Regions from separate parts of the Triticum aestivum genome. Here region 2 is linked to region 1. A link is a contact called in public Hi-C data. All regions are on one chromosome and are shown on one strand. The core of a region is the stretch at or near the end of the contact, and the rest is flanking DNA. Distances in the headings are between cores, read along the strand shown. Region 1 holds the start of LOC123129376 (protein DEHYDRATION-INDUCED 19 homolog 2). Region 2 holds the start of LOC123129396.

Evidence for each region. Hi-C and Micro-C count contacts between places; a contact is called where the count stands out from the background.
Region 2: a Hi-C map of leaf shows a contact between it and region 1, with 3 times the contacts expected there. The contact joins the promoter of LOC123129396 here to the promoter of LOC123129376 in region 1. A contact is called at or near these places in 2 of 5 Hi-C or Micro-C datasets (both in leaf).

What each region holds. Positions count from the first base shown.
Region 1 is chr1B:434,680,606-434,686,631 of IWGSC CS RefSeq v2.1, forward strand. LOC123129376 (protein DEHYDRATION-INDUCED 19 homolog 2) reads right to left here and starts at 2,769. Exons shown (of 5, transcript XM_044549568.1): 1 at 2,484-2,769; 2 at 2,224-2,381. The coding sequence starts at 2,565.
Region 2 is chr1B:435,078,252-435,084,277 of IWGSC CS RefSeq v2.1, forward strand. LOC123129396 reads right to left here and starts at 3,580. Exons shown (of 1, transcript XM_044549582.1): 1 at 2,754-3,580. The coding sequence starts at 3,432. The coding sequence ends at 2,935.

The sequences.
Region 1 (6,026 bases), core at 1,519-4,018:
CCTCCATTCCTAAATATAAGTCTTTTAAGAGATTCCAATATGAACTACATACGGAGCAAAAACGGATGAATCTACACTCCAAAATATGTCTATATACATCCGTATGTAGTCCATATTGGAATCTCTAAAAAGACTTATATTTAGGAACGGAGGAAGTATGTTTTAGTTAACTCTCTCTAGGCTTACAGTCCAAATAAACTCAAGGTAACCCAGCAACACACACATCAATTTATATTCTAAGTGTAATAATAAAAGAAGAAACTGAACTCTCTAGTGTCCTTAAACAGTAAACATGAGTCCTCCTAATGTAGGAAGCCAGGTAGCAATCGCGAACCATATAGAGTTCGGTACCACTCTTTTCATTCTATAGATAACTCTACTCCGCACCACACACAAATTAATCAGTGTGACACCACTTCTACTCGATGAAATGTGCAACAACCATAGATCCAAACTCTTAACTACCAAAGGAACGAACATGGCCTAGCCTAGCAACTGTATCTCAAACAACATAACGAATTAATAATGCACGCCCTACTTTGAAGGAGAAGGATGACCTTCTACAATTCAGAGAGCTTAGAACTTGAGTTCTTAACAAGAAAAACAATTAAAAGTTGGGACTTGGGACTCAAACTGAAGAGCAGAATAACACATGTCACCTAAGAGGGCCTGAGACTAAGAACTGGAAACTAGAACTTTGTAAAGAGAAATTCTAAAAAGAAACTTGTACAGCCAGTAGCGAATCTATCAGGTGGGCTTCGACAGCCTAGCCTCTGATTTTGCCAGGAAAAAGGCATATATGCATTAGCAATCATGGAAGATAACCACAAAAGAGATTATGTTAATACGTGTGACAGTGCCTACACGGTTCTGGACAAAGCAAGCGGTGCTTGGGCCTTAGTGCCTATGGCCCGCCCAACAGCTAGCCTGTGTTGAACCCTCTCTCGTCGTCTCGTGTCGCCCAACACGTTGGCAACCAGAGACCGTGTAGCAGGGGAGGCGAGCAGTGGTCTGTAGCTATACGAGATTTTCTTGATTCAAGCAACTTCTTTTCTTTCCAAATTCAATACTAACAAGTATACTCCCTCCGTAGATACATCCGTATGTAGACAAATCTAAGACAACTAATTTGGAACGGAGGTAAAACATAGCACATGTTTCTCAAGATTATCTTTGATCAAGAATTTAATTGGTCAACAATATGTGGATTGTGTGATTTAAAAATGACCTTGTTGGATTCGTGTTGGAATGAACTTTTGAATAATACCGATTTCGTATAAGATAGTCCACATTTTTTAACTGTTTAGTCAAAGATATATCTCAACGAACCGGTGCGCCTTATATTTTAGACCAAGTGGGCTATATGCTAAGAATTTTACCAAAGTTGATGGTTGTTGTTCAGAAGTTACCGCTTCACACTTTCATTACGAATGTTAGGAGAAGTGGAGAATTTCACTGATGTCATGATTATTTGATGCACAATCTAAAATTTAAATTCAACAAGCCTACATTTGATATTTATTTCCTTTATTCAGATTAGTGTATTAAGCTTTGAGCATATCCTCCACTTTCATGCTCAATTTGCCACTGTGTACAGCCAATCTTATTGGCCAGCTATAACACAAAATTGTTTCAGACTTTCATCTAGTTGCACCAGTCGTTCACTCCAGAACCAACAATACCTAATACTCCTACAACCCAAGGGAACTACATTCCATAACCAAACTGGCCAAAGAAAAAATTCCCAAGAATCATAATCACTAGATTCATAAAGACTCCTGTAGGAACGACAGAGGCCAACCAAATCCCGCAATTCCAACCAGCAACACCATAAAAAAGCTCTGTCAAAGGAGTTGGTTCCTAAAATGTTCCAACGCAGCCACCCAAAAGGTAACTTGTTTTCTACATTTCCAACCTGAACTACCACAGACAAACAAGAATTCTCCAGCAGAACATTCAAGAGTCTCATCTTTTCAGCAATCTACAGAGCAATAAACCTATTCCATATCAAAATTACAAGAACAATGGATTTTCCGAACCACTAAAACGTACAGGTCCCTTAGTTGCACCATTATCAACATTTCCGTCCTGAAGCGTGGCGCATCCTAACGACACTTGGCGTAAAATGTCCCATTTCGGCAAAAATTATTTCAAAGGCTCAAACGGGACCCGGCCGAGCGAGTCACAAGAACGCGAATCATCAGAAAGGGCGAGGCGACATACCCCGCTCTTGGCCTCGACGGCGTGCTCGTCGTCGATGTGGCAGCAGAGCCCGACGAAGTCGAAGTCCTCGCCGCAAAAGGGGCAGTTGTATGCCTCCGCCCCGCGCGCCTCCACCTCGTCCCCGCCGGCGTCCGCGTCGTCGAACCCCATGTACAGATCTGACGTACGACCACAGCGAATCACGCATCAGCCCCAACGTCGAATCAAAAACCAACGAGGCCAACACCGAGGGCGAAATCGGGCCGACCGATCGATCGTACCGTAGCGGGACTGCAGGCGCCTCGCGGCGGCGGCGGAGGAGGAGGTGGAGGAGGAGCGGCCCCACGCGTCGCCGGAATCCATGGCGGAATTGGACGAAACCCTAGCCTCGCCTCTCTCTCTCTCCTTTCCCCTTTGTGCTGGTGAATTCTTTTTTGGCTTTCCAGGCTTTTCTGTCCGCTCCTCTCTTTCCACTGCTTCGGTGTGCGCGCGAGCGTGCGGTGTTTGTTGGCCGTTTGCTCCGGTGTGGGTCGGTGCGTGTGAGTGATTGGAATGAATTATGGGACGGAAAGGTGGGGGGAGGGTGGTAGTTGGTGGGTGCCTGCACCTGGTCTACGGTGAGCCACTGGTAACTGCACGGTGGGGCGTCGCTGTCAGCGGTGGTATTTTTGGTGAGATTCTGTCACGTGACTGATGGTTGGTGCTGCGAAATGGTTGCAGCGTAGCAGGGGGGCCTTCATTTCTTAATTAAAGGGTTAGAAGAGTGGGAAATCGGAATTTCTAGGTAGTAGTACTTGAGAAGAAGTATTTCCTCTGCTCATCCCTAAGAAATCCGATGTGGAGTTGGTTGGGGATTTTCGTCCTATCAGCCTTACCCACAGCGCTGCTAAACTTTTCGCCAAGATGTTGGCTAACCGTGCAAGGAGAAGAATGAAGGAAATTGTCATGGCCAATCAGTCAGCGTTTATATGTGGCAGGCACTTGCATGACAACTTCCTCCTTGTGAGGCAAGTGGCCAGAAAGATCCATGCACGTAAAGAAGCGGGGGTGTTCCTGAAGTTAGACATGTCGAGGGCGTTTGATTTTATATCTTGGCCCTTCCTGTTTGAAGTTATGAGGCGCAAAGGTTTTGGACAGAGATGGTTAGCATGGATCGCCATCCTACTGCGCACGGCCTCTACTAAAGTACTCGTCAATGGCGTACCTGGCAGGAGTTTCTGGCTCACCCAAGGTTTGAGACAAGGCGACCCGGTGTCCCCTCTTTTGTTCATCATTGCGATGGATGCGCTCTCCTGCATCATGGTTAAGGGCGCAGAGGAAGGTGTTCTGAAGCCATTTACCGGCATCAGGCCTAATCAAAGTGTGTCGATATACGCCGATGACGTGGCTCTGTTTGTCAGGCCAAACGAGGTAGATCTCAGGTTCGTGACCATGGCGCTTAAAGCTTTCGGAGATGCGTCTGGGCTAAGGGTTAACTATGGAAAGTCATCTGCTATTCTCATTCACGGTGAAGAGGAAGATAGGATCAGGGTATCCAACCTTCTGGAGTGCGAGTTGGGGAAGTTTCCCTGCAAATACCTTGGATTGCAACTCGCCATACATCAACTAAAGAAGACGGACTGGCAGCCCATGTTGGATAGAGCAAAGAAGTGTGCTCCTGGTTGGCAACGTGGCCTGCTACAAAGATCCGGGCGCCTTGTGCTGGTCAAGTCGGTGGTCGCGGCGAAACCTATCCACCATTTCATGATCACTGACGCACCGGCATGGGTGTTCGAGGAGCTTGACAAAATGGATGAGAGCATTCTTCTGGGCGGGGAAGGATCAGGTCTCGGGTGGCAATTGCATGGTAGCGTGGAATGCGGTCTGCAAGCCCACGTGCTTCGGAGGGTTCGACATCAAGAACCTTAAGTTGAAGGGGCTCGCACTTAGGGTCCGATGGGAATGGTTGAAATGCACAGACTCAGAGAGACCTTGGCGGGGCCTGCGCATGATAGAGGATGAGGATGCTCGAGCTGTTTTTGACAGCATGGTCAAGATTGAGGTGGGCGAGGGCACTAAGGTTCTCTTCTAGCGGGACCGGTGGATTCATGGCTTTGCGGTGAATGATATTGCACCCATGATTCACGCTTTGGTTGACACTCGCACAAGGAATAAACGTACGGTCAGTGAAGGGCTGGAGAATGGTCGGTGGCTGCATGATATCAATGGGGAGCTGAATTTGGTTGGCCATTTACAGCTGGTGCACCTGAATCTAGCCATTAATACGGTGCAAAGGGATCCGAGCAATTCGGACTGCTTCTCTTGGCCTGCCGATCCTTTAGGTTTATACTCGGCCAAATCAACCTACCAAAGACTATGCCTCGGTGATGAATGGGCTCCGTATGCCTCCTGCATCTGGAAAAGTTGGGCACTTTTGAAGTGCAAGATCTTCATCTGGCTGGCTGTGCAGCACCGTATCTGGACTTCTGACCAAAGGGCAAAGCATGGATTACAAGATCAACCGTTCGCCTGCTACACATGCGTGCAGGATGAAGACAATGCCGAACACATCTTGGTAAAATGTGGTTATGCTCGACAGGTGTGGCACACCTGCTTTCAAGACCTAACCCTAAATATTCAGCCTCCGGTGGTGGACGATACCTTCCTCGATTGGTGGATCGAGACTAGGATGGGGATGCCTAAGGGTCTAAAGAGAGGCTACAACACTTTTGTCATCTTGGTCGGATGGGAGTTGTGGAAGCAATGGAACGCGTGTGTGTTCAATAGGTTACAGCAACAACGAACCCCAAGAGAATTGGTTGACGACATAGTCAGAGAAGTACAACAATGGAGACAAGCCGGTGTAGGTGTTGGTGGTTTAACACATTTTGTGAGAGAGTAGATTTAGAGAGTAGAGTGGTTTGGGTGTAATGGGTGTTGGCCGAGTTTAGATCCTAGCATCTAGCTCGAGCCTCTCTTGTACATTTTCTTTCTACCTTCTATAAAGATAAGGTACGCCATTGGCGTACTCTCGAAAAAAAGAAGTATTTCATGATTCTGTATTCTCAGTTGAAACCAGATTAATAACACAGTTTTTTGACTTTTCTGAAAAATATAGAACAAACATACACATTCACGTACACGCAACTCAACAAAAAGGATTGGGGTTGTGAAGGAGAAGGAAGAAGTGCTAGATACAGAAGGCAGAAGAAGCGTCGAACGGTGACGGATGGCACCAACAACCGGCAAGGGTTGAATCAACCCGAGTCGAATCGACTTAGCTAGACATGGGAAAATTCGAGCCAAGCCTTTCTTATCACAGGGTCGGGATGCCTTGCCAGCCCAGTTGTCAGAGTCTACCTAAGCCACCTCATGAACTTGCACGGATGCCCAATTCCGATGTTCCATCTTGCATGTTTCTCGATCCACCGATCCCACACGCTTGTTGCCGCCGATGTCCCCGGGCTTCGTGTTAGACCCTGACAAACTAAAGTTCAGAAGATGCCTTAAAGTCATAAAATAGAGTGCAAAGTAACAGTCTTATGATGAGAAAGTCTAGGGTTTGCGTCAATCTCTGGTATGCCAATTAATGGTGTGTCTGGTTTGTGTCATCATGTGGAACGGCACGGGTCGGGTCTGTCCTGAAGACCCATTCCTCGTTTGGATCATCGAAGGAACCGGAACCAACCGATTCCAAGGAATGGCATATTCCCTGATTATTCACCCCGAGAGGTCTCTTGAAATCGAGCGGAGCACGCGGAACAGCCCGTTCCCACGACCTCGCTCCCCTGCTACACAAACCAATGAAGTCGCGGGGCAAATGTGGTAGCAAGAACCCGCCACCA
Region 2 (6,026 bases), core at 2,330-4,829, 400 kb after region 1:
TTGTGTTCTCCTTCTTGTTCTTCCTCTCACTTTCCTCCCTATCATTAGTTGCTTTGGTGGGATTTGATAGAGAAGGACTTGGGCACTCTGTGTGCCCTTGCCATTGCATTTGTGCATCGGTTTGAGTTCTCCACGGTGATACGTGGAAGTTACAAGTTGAGAAGCTTATTACTCTTGGGTGCTTGGTACCCTTGAGCTTGTTCCTCTTGGGTGCTTGGGCGCCCTAGACGGTTGGTGGTGCTTGGAGCTCAATCATTGTGGTGTAAAGCTCCGGGAAAGCGTCGGGGTCTCCAATTAGGTTGTGAAGATCGCCCCGAGCAATTTGACGGGTACCGGTGACCGCCCCCAAGGGTTGCCAAAGTGTACGGGTTCGGTGACCGCCCCCAAGGGTCGCCATTTGTACGGGTTCGGTGACCGCCCTCAAGGGTCCCTTAGTGAAATCACGGCATCTTGCATTGTGCGAGGGCGTGAGGAGATTACGGTGGCCCTAGTGGCTTCTTGGGGAGCATTGTGCCTCCACACCGCTCCAAATGAAGATTAGCATCCGCAAGGGTGTGAACTTCGGGATACATCGTCGTCTCCGCGTGCCTCGGTTATCTCTTACCCGAGCCCTTTACTTATGCACTTTACTTTGTGATAGCCATATTGTTCTTTGTCATATATCTTGCTATCGCATAGTTACTTATCTTGCTTAGCATAAGTTGTTGGTGCACATAGATGAGCCTAGTTGTTTTAGGTTTGTGCTTGACAAATTAACCGCTAGGTTTATTCCGCATTTGTTCAAGCCTAAACCGTAATTATTTTAAAGCGCCTATTCACCCCCCCTCTAGGCGACATCCACGATCTTTCACACGCCCATTTCAAGGCCGCCGCGTCGTCGAGCTCCCCGCCTGCGATCCCGGGCTCCGTCTTCACGAGGGTGAGCCCCGGCTCCGTTTTCACGGCGGTGAGCCCCGGCTCCGTCTTCGGTTTGACGTAGCGCGGAGGAGCCAAGGAGGAGGCGCGCCGGCCGCCCTCATTGGTGACGATGTCGGCGCTGCGGGTGCGCCGGTCGAGCGGCGTCTCCGCTGCAGGCTCGGCCTTGACGCCGAACACCACCGGCGAGCCGGAAGAATGGGAAGAGGAGCGGGAGGAGGAGTGAGAGGAGGAAGTCGAGGAGGAGCGGAACCTCCTGGGCATCCATTGCCCGACGCTCCGGCGGGGGACCGGGGCGGCCGCCGCGGCAGGGTATGCCAGCGGTGGGTCATTGCCGCCCTCGAGGTACTCCGGCACATCATGGAGCGTGCGGCCGGGGGCGCTCCACCATACACGGCGCCCTTCGCTGTTCTTGACGCCCCCACCACCGGTGCCCCGTTGGTGGACGCCAGCCTCTGCGCCTGACGGTGCTGGAAGTACGCCGCCCATGACGTGTGGTTGTCGGCAGCGTACTAGGGGAGGGCGCGCTGCTCCTCCGTCAGGGACGCCCGCACGCGGTCGACCTCGGCCGCGAACATGGCGGGGCGTGCTTCGACGTCGGGCACCGGGGGAATGAGGACGCCCCCGTTGCTGAGCATCCACCCCGTCGGCCCGACGCGCATGTCCGGTGGCGCCGGGATGTTCGCCTCGAACAAGAGGTAGTCCTCCCACTCGTGGAGCGAGCGGCGGCCGAAGCCGTTAGCCGCCGCTGCGTCGCCGGGGAATCGCGTGACCATCGGATGGGCTTGGGAGAGAGGGAAGGGAAGAAATGTCGGCGGGCGGCTGCACGGGGAGAGAGGCAGAGCTCGGCGGCGGGCGGCTGTGGGCTGTTGTGGCCAGAGGCGAGGGGGAGGCACTGGTTTTATAGCCCCGCGCCGTGTGTACGCGTGGTGAAAGGGGAGGCGTCGCCGCGCCGCACGTGATAAGGAATCAATGCCAAGGCCGAACGGCGGCAACCTTGCCATTGATTCCACACGGGAAACCGAGGCGTTCCGAGGACGACGAGATGTGCATCGCTGACTCGGCGGGCCCGTGGCTCTTTCGCGTCAAAATCGCTCGCCCCGGCGCCTCCGGGCGCCCCAGCGCGCCGGGTCCGCCGGCGCTAATTTCGGTCCAAAACCAACGAAAAACGGGCTCCCGAAAACGCGACTGGGCCGTTTTTTGTCACCGGCGCGAAAAAATCGCCTTGGAGGGCCGTGTTGTGGGCGCGGCTAAATATGCTCTAAAATCCAACTGAAGGCGGTACACTATCTCCCTGAAGGCGGTACAGCATGACTATGGACTGAAAATCTTACAGATGGTGTTCTCATAATCTCCAGCTCGATAATCACAACAGAAACCTTCAGCCATGCACATAAGGACACGAACAATTATTCTTAACCAAGTCGAGAAGAGCGTGAGCGGGCGGCTAAGCGCCGGCTCATCCCATCTCACCCACGTAGGTTGTTGTGGCGCTACTGAACTTTAAATACTAGCAGCCCTGCCAGTCTGTATGGCTAGCACCGTCAACCGCAACAATATTCTATAAAGCTAAAAGGTTGCGCATTCTCCGCTTTTCCTGATTCTTGCACATTAATTCTGTTACCATCCACGCTTAATTATATGCGACCAACCGTAAAATGCCACGGCTTGAAACGCCATGTTTCTACGGAACCAAACTTGAAACTTATTCCCGCAAAATCCTGCGAACTCCAGTAAACAATCGCCGACAGCACAGCCAGCTTCCGAGGCTTCCGCACCAGTTTTACGGATTAAAATGCGTAAGAGGAAGAAGAAACGGAAGATCACTTGAGCAATACTGCAATACCAATACTGTAGGTAGATCATTTTGCAAATTGCAGCAAGACGTAGTACCACAGAAATCCCAACATACACGCTAGATGGCACCAGTGCAGTTCACGAGTTCTGCGCGGCGAAACGAAGGGGCAAATGGCGTGACAAGCTTGCGTCCGCGCCGCGCCAGTCGACCGGTGTGGGCGGTCAGGCCACCGTGGCCGCGGCCGGCATCGCCATCGGGGCGGGGCCCACCACCAGCGAGGCGTCGCCGGAGAGAGGGATGACGCCGCCGCGGGCCAGGATGGACCGGTACATCTCCACCAGCACCTTCTCGTCGTACTCCTTGAGCGGCCGCGGCCGCGCGAAGGGCTCGCTGGCGGCACAGAACGGGGCGGAGCCGTAGCCCACGGCGGCGGAGGACGCGAGCCGGAGCATCGCGTTGACGTACGCATCCCGGAGCCGCGTCAGCAGCCGCCGCGGCGAGAGCGCGCGCAGGAGGCGCCGCCCGAGGCCGCGGCGCCGCACGCGCCACCCGCGCCGACGGCCCGCGGTCGCCGGTGCCTTGCCTCCGGCGCCGAGCTCGGCCGTGGCGAGGGCCGGGCGGCGCTGCGCGGCGGCCGCGTCCAGGCGGTCGTACCCGCGGTGCTTCCAGTAGGCCTTGATGCCGCCCTTGCGGGTGCTGGTGGCGGACGCGCCGGCCATGGCTGCTCTCGGGCTTCTTGGTTCCGTGGAGCCGCGGAAGGCTGGACTGGGTGCCCTGATCCCGCGTGGTGTACGAAAATGGTGGGTGGTTTGTAATGGCAGGAGCGGTGTGTCGTGCGTGTGTGTGCTCTACTAGTAGCACCAGCTAGCTGCCCTGCACTTATACCTGTGTCATCACAGAGTTGGTGTTTTTTTTTCCTCTCTGAGTTAAAATAACTCACGATGCCTTTGTACTACTAGATTCTAGATTACTGCGATTGCTCCTGTGCGGCCGCGCCGGGTCGCACAAGGGCAGCCCCTGCCGGCCGGCTCGAGGCCTCCTCCGCACCAACCTCCTTCCTCCGGCCACCGCTGCCGGGGGCGTCGCCGGGCAAAGCCCGTGTGACGTGGCAGCGGATATCCTCGGCCATAGATCAAATCGAGGTGGCGGCGTTCTGCACTAGCCATTCAACGACAGTGTCGCGGGGAGGCGGCAGCGTTCCCTACTGGCCATTCAACGGCAATGTCGCGGGGAGGCGGCGGCCAGGATCTGCAACCTGAGATGACGGACGGTCAAGGGCGGCGTGTGGAGGCGGCGATGGACGCACCTGATCTAGGCCCAGATGGTTGAGACGGGCAGCCAACCAGGTTGTTGTATCGGCTGGATCTCAACATCTCCAATGTCAGCTTGCAGGTTCCTGGGCTAGTCCCGCAGCTCGAGGAAGCCGGGGTCTCCGGCCCCGAGGATGGCGGTGGTGGCCTCCTCCTACGCCGGAGGTGGTCGGATGGCTGGTTGTGGCGGATCCCTAGATCCCACAGCTAGTCTAGGCGGTGAGTTGGGGAGGCGCGACTGCCAGTGAAAACTGAGCTCCGACTACAGTCATGGCAGGCGATGGCGGCGTCTACGCGTCGTTACCTTGTTGAAGGCATTGCCATTGCAGCCACCTTCTACTCACTCATTGTTCCGGGGGAAACCCCAGATTCGGGTATCCGGATCGGACGATGGCCGTGCTCTCGGTGTTGCTCTCCCTCATGATGGCATTGTTTTGGAGCAGCTACTGGACGGAGGACGCGAGAAACGGAGTGGTGTACATCTAATGCGTCGACGACAATGAGTCCCGACGGCGTGGCGCAGCGGGGTCTCGGTGACGGACGTGAGATGATGGGCTCGTGCAGGGCGGGGGCACTGTCTGGCATTGTGGTGGCGTCGACGGCAGGCCTGGCAAGGTGGATGTGTCAGTACCTGCTCCGAAGATGGATCGGGGGAAGATGGTGGCGACGGCCTCTACAGCGGCTGCATGCGTGCCCACCGAGAGTGCGCCAGATTGGTGTGTGCCCCAGACACGGCAAGGGACCTTCGACTTTAGATGTTAGGCTTAGGTGCGAGGTCATTTTGGTATTCGGGTCGGACATTCGGCCCCCGTTCATCAAGTGGATAGGAGAAGACAGATGTTGTCAAGATGGTGGCTTCAGACTTACTAGTGAAATACTTTATAAGGTCTTTATGAATAATTAATAAAATGGTTGCATGCGTCCTCCAGATGCAGAGGCTGGGTCATCCTCCTTTAAAGAAAACTACGATTTAACCTCATCTCAGATTGTACCACTAACTTACGGCGTTTAGTACATCACTTTATTTCTATTCCTGTTTCACGGGAAAAAAATGATCATCTCGTGCAAAAAAAATGTTCTATACACCAAGTACTAGGCATACTCGGGTGAAACATTTACTCGCACCATATCTACCAGAAAATGGAGCTGCATAGTTTAAAATATAGTATGAAAAAGGATCCGTTTTTGATAAAAGGGACACCCAAGATCTGAAATCTTAGTTCTGATTTCCGGTGGATGAGAGTGCGGGCAAAGTTTGTTATCTAATAAGAGTAACTCCAACGAGCCGACCCAAACGGATGATGATTTCGTCCGCTTTTTATTCGTTTGGGTCGGCCATCCGTCCGGCGTCCGCCCTCTTTTAGATATGGGTCAGCAGGGTGCCCAACACGCTGACCCATATGTGCCGGTGTGGCTGCCTGCCCTCTATTTTTTTTTGTATATTGCATAGTTTGAATCAAAATAAAATTGTTTTGAACCGAATAAAATTGCATAATTTATTACAAGCCAAATGAAAATAAAAAGGTCTCGCATAATTTTGCAAACGAATAAAAAAAGATACATCTATTGGTTGCCAACATGAGCCCACATATTCTCAATCAAATCATTTTGCAGTTGCATGTGAGTTTCCCAATCATGCATGTTTTCATGAAATTGGGTGAACTGTTCAAACGTTGTCGATACTCCATGCTCAGGCACAATATTTTCACCCTGAAACTGAAACCCTTGATCATACAGACGTTCTGGGCGCTCATCTTCTACGATCATATTATGCATGATCACACAAGTAGTCATCACCTCCTACAGTTTTTGTGTGCTCCAGGTATTAGCAGGATACCGAACGATGCCCCATCGAGATTGCAAAACACCAAAGGCACGATCGACATCCTTTCTAGCACTCTCTTGCTCTTCGGCAAATCTTTTCCTCTTCTCTCCGACAGGGTTGGGTATTGTCTTCACAATAGTGGTCCACTGAGGATAGATACCGCCACCTAGATAGTATC